2 separate regions of the Gossypium hirsutum genome follow, and region 2 is linked to region 1. Evidence: chromatin contacts called from public Hi-C data. All regions are on one chromosome and are shown on one strand. The core of a region is the stretch at or near the end of the contact, and the rest is flanking DNA. Distances in the headings are between cores, read along the strand shown.

Region 1 (4,422 bases), core at 42-2,541:
GTTGTTGGCGCCATTGCTGGGGAAGACTGTGTAAGATTGAGTAATTTTTAATGTACACTTTTAAGTAAAGATAAGTAGCCAAAGTAGGATTTCTAGATATAACCCTTCCTCTTTCTGTTTTTGATAAACGGCTTGAGCCCATTTGATTTATGACCAATTTAAAGTCATGTTTGATGACCATGGTAGGTTGTTTGAGGGAACATTGATATATGAGGAAAATGAAAAGTCTACACTTAGCTGGGACGATTACGGACCTTTTACAGAACAGAGGTACGACCCTTGCTATGATTGGTATACTTACTTGTATCTGGTGGCTAGCAACAAACAAGAGGAGGAGACACATCTAAAAGAACCAAATGAAGATTGTAAAATGCCCGATGTAGATGAAACCTTCGAGGATAGAATGTCTGAGTACCAAGAAAATATGAAAGTTATTAAGAGTTAGCTGGGCCAAATACTTAAACTCTTATAATACCAAGCCAGGTGGAAAAAACTCCGTGTACAACAGTGTTAAACCAGATACTATTGACGTAGAGAAGAAAGCCCTCAACACCATGAGGGTTAATTCCCAACACCAAGTGAAAATTGGAAAACCTAGTGAAGATGTGCACATAACAGGGAAATTTGTGACTTTGTAGAGGTAAATATGAAAAAGCCATCACACTTTTCGAAAATCATAGAAAAAAGCCCTCACCATGAACCAATCAAAGACAAGTATCCACTAAGAGATGTTCATTAGAGGAAAGGGAACTCAATAAAATTTGAGTTTGTGATTCCACCTTTAAATACCCTTCCAGAAATGCAAAAGAGTGAGATGGAGTTAAAGGAAAAAGGGCTCGGAAGGAATATTGGGAAATAGCCAAAGGCGAGGCAAGATTAAATTTTGAAACTGATGAAAAATTCTTCAATTAATCGATTAACGAACAAACAAAGGATTAAGATTTCCCAGACTTTGTGGAAATTTTATTTTAGTGGAATGACGGAGAGTCTAGAAATTAGTGTTTTAACTATACACTTATGAATTTAATTCTTGTTTTGTAAATCATCTGTGTTTAGACTCAGGATTTACCCTAATGCTCTTGAACTTTAAAAAAAATCGAAAAAACTCGATATAGAAATAGGAAGACAGTGGAATCGTGATACCCAACATAAGATATTGTGATACCGCTGACAGTTAGAAAAACGAGGATTTTTGAAAATTTTCTTGGTATTGCGATGCCCAATCTTGGATATCACAATACCTATACCGGGTCACTATAAAATATGTCATATTCGTGTGACCTACGTGTTTTTAAACCTCCTTACTCTTCAAAAACCCTAAATCATCCCACTTAACACTATATTCATTTGTTACATTACCCTTTCAACTCTTTTCTCTTAAAAGGGCTCTCAAAGGCTTCTTTCAAACTCAACTTAGGGTTTGAACCTTCTCTTATGATTTACCTTCTTATTTTAACTCTTTACTACAGATTTATACTCTAGAATAGCCGCGACAAGAGGTGGTGTTTCCCTTCAAGAGACAACAACGTTGCATCTCGCTACTCTGGGTGTCCCATACTTGCCTATTGCATTGTAAAAGTTCCTAATACACCCTCCTTATTCTACTTTCATAGCATAAATTATTTTCGTTTCATATTCAAGAGGGCTAAACACAATAGAATCTTTCGATACATCGAATGAGATCACATACAATATTCAAAAATTTGTGTCCTCAGATGCTGAAGGTTTCTTTCATAAACTTCATGGACGATCGTTTATCTATGAATGTGGGTTCGATCCGGATGTCATTTTTGAAAATGAGTTCTGGGATATTGTAGATCTCTATGAATTGAGGGAATTCAGCCTTCGACCTCATAGGCCTGTAGTGCCTTCTGTGGTTCATGAATTTTATGCCAATTTAAAATTTTTCGAGGAGGATAAAGTGTATGTTAAGGGAAGAGAGGTTGAAATCTCCTCGTCCATAATCTCTAAGTATTATAGAGTTCTTTTTTTAGCAAACAATGAGATTGAATTACTTGATACTAGAAATTTTAAGGGTGTGAATGTGGATTATATAATGTTTTATCTCACAGAAGGTAAAGGGGAATGAGAGAGGGAGGTCTATACAAATCTTCCCATTTCTTTCAACCCAATTTTGTTTACCACATTAGATAAAATATGGCTACATTTTCTCCGTATGAAAGTTTGCCCCACTTTTAGCTCTAGGATTGTTAACCCCTTTCAAGCCATCTTGCTAACAGCTATTTTACAGAGGAAACAGATTTCTATAGGTACATGGATCTACAAGTTCATGTTACGTTGTGTAATCAGAGACGATACGGGGATTTTCTTTCCGCATTTGATCACAGATCTATGCCGAGCCGCGAGAGTACCCATAGATCCACTCAAACCGTTTCGTCAACCGACTACGCATATGATAACGAGTTCAATCTATCAGAAATTTAAAGCAATCCAGCAAGAGCAACGAACTTGAGGACATGGGTCGAAAGGAGAGCAGACTCAATTGACCCCAACAAAGTAAAAAATAGAAGGTATGCTGGAAAATATTCAAAAACAACTAGATAAGCTTGTTGAATCAAGAGGTTACAACTCCTGAACAATTAAGATGATGAAAACATATGTAGAGAAATGTGATAGTAATCATGGGGAAGGAAAACCAATGTGGCAAAAAAAAACCGAAAAGATACATGGTTCAAGAAAGGTGTGGAAGGAATGACAAACCCAACAGAGATCAAAACGCGATGAATACAACATTCGTATCCACACCTAGACGAGGGATCAATTTACAAAAACCATGAGAAAAATCAAACAAGGGTTACAAACCTTCAAGCACAAGAGGTAAGGGGAAACAACCCATGGAACCAGAGTTAATCTCAGATGATTCCGCTTAGTTATATGTCTTTGTATTTTTTTATTTTATGCGGCTTATAAAACTTTAAACACTTTAATTGTTGTCTTCGAACATTTTTATTTTACGTGTTGTAATTGTTTGTTGTTTGTTTTTCTTATATGCATCGAGCTACCCTAAAAGACTACAATACATATGGAGCTTCAACGAGGAGGTGGACGCCTGAGCTAGTCTGATGTTCCATTCTAGGGAAGTTCAGTAACCTCCTATCCTTTCTTTTGAACGCATTGGGGACAATGTGTAGTCTGAGTGTGGATGAGTGCATATAAGTTTTTATGTGTGTTTATGTTTTCTTGTTTTATGCTTATTTGTGAGTTTATTTTAGTTTTTATGCATTTTTCAAAAAAAAATCAAAAAATTCAAAAAGTTTTCTTTTTTTTTTAATTTTCAAATATCCAAAAATATTTCTTGCTTTCATTTTTAATTTGTGTTATTGCACGGTGCTTGGACTGTAATTGAGTAATAAGTTAGTAGTTGTACATATCAAAGGCATATATAAGATTGCCAAACTTGTAAATTTTGAATGATACTAGATAATTTCTTGCTCTTAATTGTAGATTAATTAGTTCACTTAGTTAATAGGTATAATAGATTAAAGGCAATAACCGAAATGAAAATGTATAAAATGTATAGTAGGATGAATACAATATATGAATCCTTGTAGATAAATAATTTAAATTGCTAATTGTTAGTTTAAATAGATGCATGCTTAATAGATCGTTGGTAGGTGACTAATCCGGGAAAGACCTTAGGCATTGTTTGTATAGCCTTGAGCCTAAAGGACCAACCTTAAACATTACATTATCCCTACTTCCTGAATTTGAGCTTTACATTACCTTTCTTAATCAACCTTTATGTTTGAAACCTTAAGCCAAAATTGAATTCGAAACTCAACCCTTCCCAGTATTTGAACTTTTTAATGCACTATCGAATGGATGTCAGGCCATGAACATCGAGGGTTAGGTAGGAACATTATGAAGGTTTCTCACAAAAGAGCACCCGAGTGATTAGTGAAGAAAGGTCGAATTAGCTCATAATTGATTCTTGCTAGAAATTATAGGCGAATCTTTTAGTGGCCTGGATCTTGTAACTATAGATCACAATAGTGAGAAAATTCCAACTGGGGGTGGAGACGGAAAAAAGAGGCCTAGATAGGAGGCTGTGAATGTTAACGTTTCTAATTCTAAGAATTCATTAACATTATTCAAAGAGCACGATAATGTTCTGATTCAATCTGTATCGGCGACTGCCAAGGGGCAAGCTGATTGGAAGCAATGAAACTTATAAGTTCGAATGTCCGTGGGTTGGGGAGTCCACGGGCTGAGCGGATACTTCGACACATGCTAAAGATTTATAATCCCCACTGGTCTTCTGTATGGAGACCAAATTGAATGAGATTAGGATGGAGCGGGTTTGGAGGAGGTGTGGTTTCTGCAATGGATTAAAAGTTAAAGCAGAAGGAACTAGGGGAGGTTTGTGTCTAGCTTGGAAGAAAAATCTTATGGTCCAAATCC
Region 2 (4,276 bases), core at 1,452-3,951, 160 kb before region 1:
ATTGTTACGATTTCATGGTACCCAACCACTCTCGGAAAGGACTATTCATTTCACCATGCATATCAGCCTCAAGACTGGCCAGCCTTTGTTTGAAACGGTATTGTTCTAGCTCATATGCTGCATATGTATTTCGAAAAGTCAAATTACCTTTTTTTATTTAATTTGTGGAAGTATTAAGAATATTTAAAAAATATGTTGAAATCTAAATTTACCCATGGTCACCACTTGTTTGCGCCATTCTGCATTTTTATAGTCTCGGTGGAAGTTAGTGCTAATATGGTGGCTACAGTAAATGGATCTCCACGGAACACCGAAACACCTAATCACAATAATTAGTCCTTTCAATCTATTAGATATGATGCATATATTGTTTTCTTTAACAACATATATCCAGAAGTTCTTCAGGAAGAATTTTCACGATTTCATGTTCTCCGGCTCCACAATAGCAAATGCTATCGGTAACAAGTTTTGATTCTCGTCTTGTGCAGCCCCAACAAGGAGGATCTACCTATATTTTCCGTATAACCAAGTGCCATCAACTTGCACAAACGACTTGTAGTGGGGAAAAACTTACAAACATGGATCGAATGTCTAGAACATCCAATGAAAAATTCTTCTTCCCGATTGTAACTGGTCGTTCGGGCCGTAATAAGGTCATGTCTACAACTCAATGATAGTTCCTGACACGTACTCCTGTATAGCGATTATCCACCTCTGAAGTTCATTATACGCATCCCAATTTATGTACAACTGCTCCATGGCCATCTATTTAGCTATCCATGCTTTCCGGTATGACACTCGATACTAGAATCGTTCTTGCATTTTGACAATTAATATCAATACATGAATGGTCAGTATGTCATTCACCATTGGCATGATGCAGTTGCAGATAGTTTTCGCATCAAGTTTGGGATGATCTTACGTCATACATGCAGAAGTACATGTATGAGGCCTAACAAATTTCCAGATCTCCCACATTTGTGACCTCTGGATAAATGCAGCTTATACTCGCTAATTGCACCCTTCTGCCAACCTCTAACTTTCCCCAATAAATAATGTTTGTTTAGACACAACGATTTTGTAGTCAACCGACACATTTATGTTATATCGTTTAATGGAAAATTCGTAGTCTTCCTTGGTCATAAAGTTTTGGCCCACGAACAATTTCTTTTGTTTGGGATTTGCGGCCAATAGATAAGTGGATAGTATATCGGGGTACTTAGGGAACTCGGATGCATACGCCGCATCGGGATCTACGATTGACATGTAGGACCCAGGATCATTGCGTATGATTATGCTTCGACTTGGGTTCCCGACTGAATATGCTTAAACATTTCCATCACCATTCGCGTCTTTGTTGTTGATATCATCCGGGACCTCGTCTAGATCGGGATCACTATAATCTTCAACCTCACGACCAGAACAACCATTATTATCATATCCATCTTCATCATCCACATTAGTCTCAATCAACACCGAATGTATTTGTAAACGGGGACCTGGGTTAAGGCTCTTAGACACAGGTGGAGCATTAAGATCGATGTCAAACCTACTTACAGAAAATCACTTATCTATAGATGCCTTCGGAACCTCTGTACACGGATCTTGAACTCCATATTATTCACTTAATGGAGTGAAATCTTCAACCAACTCCATATCAGCTAACTCAACAAACAACTGAATTGGTTCAGTGTCGACACTCCTAGTCGGGCAATAAAGTGCGACCATTGTTTCCATGTCTTCATCGTCTTCAAGTTCCATCTTGGTAAATCTGATGCGATTTGACAAAACTGGGAATTAGTAGAATAGTTTCAAGATCATTCTCCAACTACGTCTAGCAATTTTTGGACTAATCATTTCTTTCATATCATCAACTAACACATTTCTATTAAATCTCATTGCTATTTGTTAACGAGATTTAAATATGCAACCAACTGTTATTCCTTAAATTACTCCATCGAAATAAACATATACGAAGAATTGATTATCCACATTCAATACAAAATCTGTAAAAATAATTAAAAATAATTAAATTTCTCAATAATTATTTTAAAAAATAAGATTCTACTGTAAAAAATATAATAAAATAAAATTAATTACTGTACAAACCTTAAAAATCTTTCTTTCTTTTCTTCTTTATTTTCTCCTCTTCTACAAACAATTTTTTTCCCTTTCTTCTTATCGGTTAACTGCTACAACACTTCAGGAAAACACAAAAACTTGGGATATATATAGCGGTTCGATGCTACTTGACATTCCCCTCCAACACTAACTTGTATGCTGCCCCTACTTTACCCGGTATATGTGTGATATACCAGTGTCGCCATATAGGGTGGCACCACTAATAAAATATTATTTTTTTATAACTTATTATGACCTAATGATAGGGGACAAAAAAATAGATGGTGCCGCCACCTTGTCAGGCACCACCTCTAATTAGTGTTCATAACCTACCATTTTAGTAAATAATCTGATGATGTACCATTTTAATTATTTTTTTGTATTATTAAAAAAACCTAAAATATAAAATCTCCTATTTAAATATCTTTAACTCTTCACAACAATTTATTTATTTTTAAAGTAATAATTTTTTTTAAATTTCAATAATATTTTTTCACTCACTTTTCTCGAACAAGAACTTTTTTTATAAAGCAAGCTTTAGAGTGTGTTGTCCAACAATGCTAAAGCATGCCCAAAGCAGTTAAGCGAAGCGGTCCGTTGACTTAGGCTGACGCTACTCCAAACTCTCAAGCGCCGACGCACGTTCTCAAATTTGAAGGATCCAACGGCCTTCTTTATCCCTCGCCCACATCTAAATCTAAAAGCCTCTTCAGATCCAAGAAATCTTCATACCTCGCTGCCACACCAAATCCCAACTCTCCTTCCTCGCTTTTCTGCTTAAGGACTTGGAAAACAACGAGCTCTGCAGCCATTTCGTAAACCATAAATACTTATATAGATTTTGTTTTGAGATAAATGGTTGATTAGATCGTGGTGTTGTTGAACGACGGAGATTGATTGATCAGGAAAGGAATTGGATGATGGATGTAGAAAGATCTTCGCTATGCAATTGCGTGGTGAATTTTTTACTGGAAGAAAATTACTTGTTAACGGCATTTGAATTACTCCACGAGCTTCTCGACGATGGCCGTGATGCTCAAGCGATTCGTCTCAAGGAGTTCTTCTCTGATCCTTCTCATTTCCCTCCCGATCAAATCTCTCGTTACAACTCTCTTCGAGGTACAATGTTTTTTCTTTTTAATTTAAAAAAAAAATTAATTAATCATTGGAATTTGCTTTATATAAACTTCTTAGAAGGTTCAAGTTAGTAATACAAGTAATTACTAAGTGGAAGCTGAATTTGTTAGAAGCAAGTTAGTTTGTTGTCTTCGCAGTTGATAGAGAGTAAAGAATTAAGGATGGTTCCTCTCTCAGCTTAATTCTACTGAAATGTGGTTGTTAGTGAAGGCATTTTTACGATCTTGCTAGAAAATATATATCATTATATGTGGAAGATGGAATGCTTATGCTGAAGATATAGCTAGTGAACCTTATTGATGGTTTCAATTTAGACTTAGCATCGACTATGTGAACCTTATTTATGGTTTCAGCTAACCTTTATTTCTTGAACTGCAGTTTTAGATCCTCAGAGTTTGCTAGAAGAGAAAGAAGCAATTGAAGAAAAACTAGCGCTTAGTGACTATGAACTACGTTTAGCTCAAGAAGACATTGTGAAACTCAAGACTGAGTTACAAAGAAAAGAAGATCTCACTCAGGATAAATCGAGTGGTAACATTTCTTATTAATCAATATTTGTATTGATGCACTTAGAATCCATCTGGTTTATGCTTTTGTTACATGCCTTTTGCTTTCTATTTATTTTATAGCCTTTTTCTTTCTTATTTATATTTTTCTAAAAAAGAAAAAGGCAAATGGCAAAAACATAAATCCAACAGTCTATTTTTTATTTTGTGTGTGTGTGTGTGTATTTTTAGAGAAAATTTTAGTCTCTTTGAGTATTACATGTTCAGCTTGCTTTTTATTTATGGCTGTAAGAATCATTAGAGGAAACAAAGTGCTCAAGAATGGCTACCTAAATAAAATATAGGTTCACTGTTGGTTCATGCATTAAAGGTAAGCAATAAGGGAATTATTCTTTTTGGCTCCGTTTGCATTACATGAGGTTGGCCACCTTGCATGACTATGTCTATGCACAGAATGAAATATAGTTTTCTCCTAACCATGCTAGATATTCATGTCATTCTTTGCAAATAAA

The links. Hi-C and Micro-C count contacts between places; a contact is called where the count stands out from the background.
Region 2: a Hi-C map of hypocotyl shows a contact between it and region 1, with 2.9 times the contacts expected there. The contact joins the promoter of LOC107954807 here to the promoter of LOC107954799 in region 1. A contact is called at or near these places in 10 of 34 Hi-C or Micro-C datasets (anther, hypocotyl, leaf and 1 more).

What each region holds. Positions count from the first base shown.
Region 1 is chrD07:45,876,930-45,881,351 of Gossypium_hirsutum_v2.1, reverse strand. LOC107954799 (chloroplastic group IIB intron splicing facilitator CRS2-B, chloroplastic) reads left to right here and starts at 1,291. Exons shown (of 9, transcript XM_016890472.2): 1 at 1,291-2,531; 2 at 2,625-4,422.
Region 2 is chrD07:46,039,604-46,043,879 of Gossypium_hirsutum_v2.1, reverse strand. LOC107954807 (RAB11-binding protein RELCH) reads left to right here and starts at 2,701. Exons shown (of 20, transcript XM_041097748.1): 1 at 2,701-3,240; 2 at 3,637-3,789. The coding sequence starts at 3,039.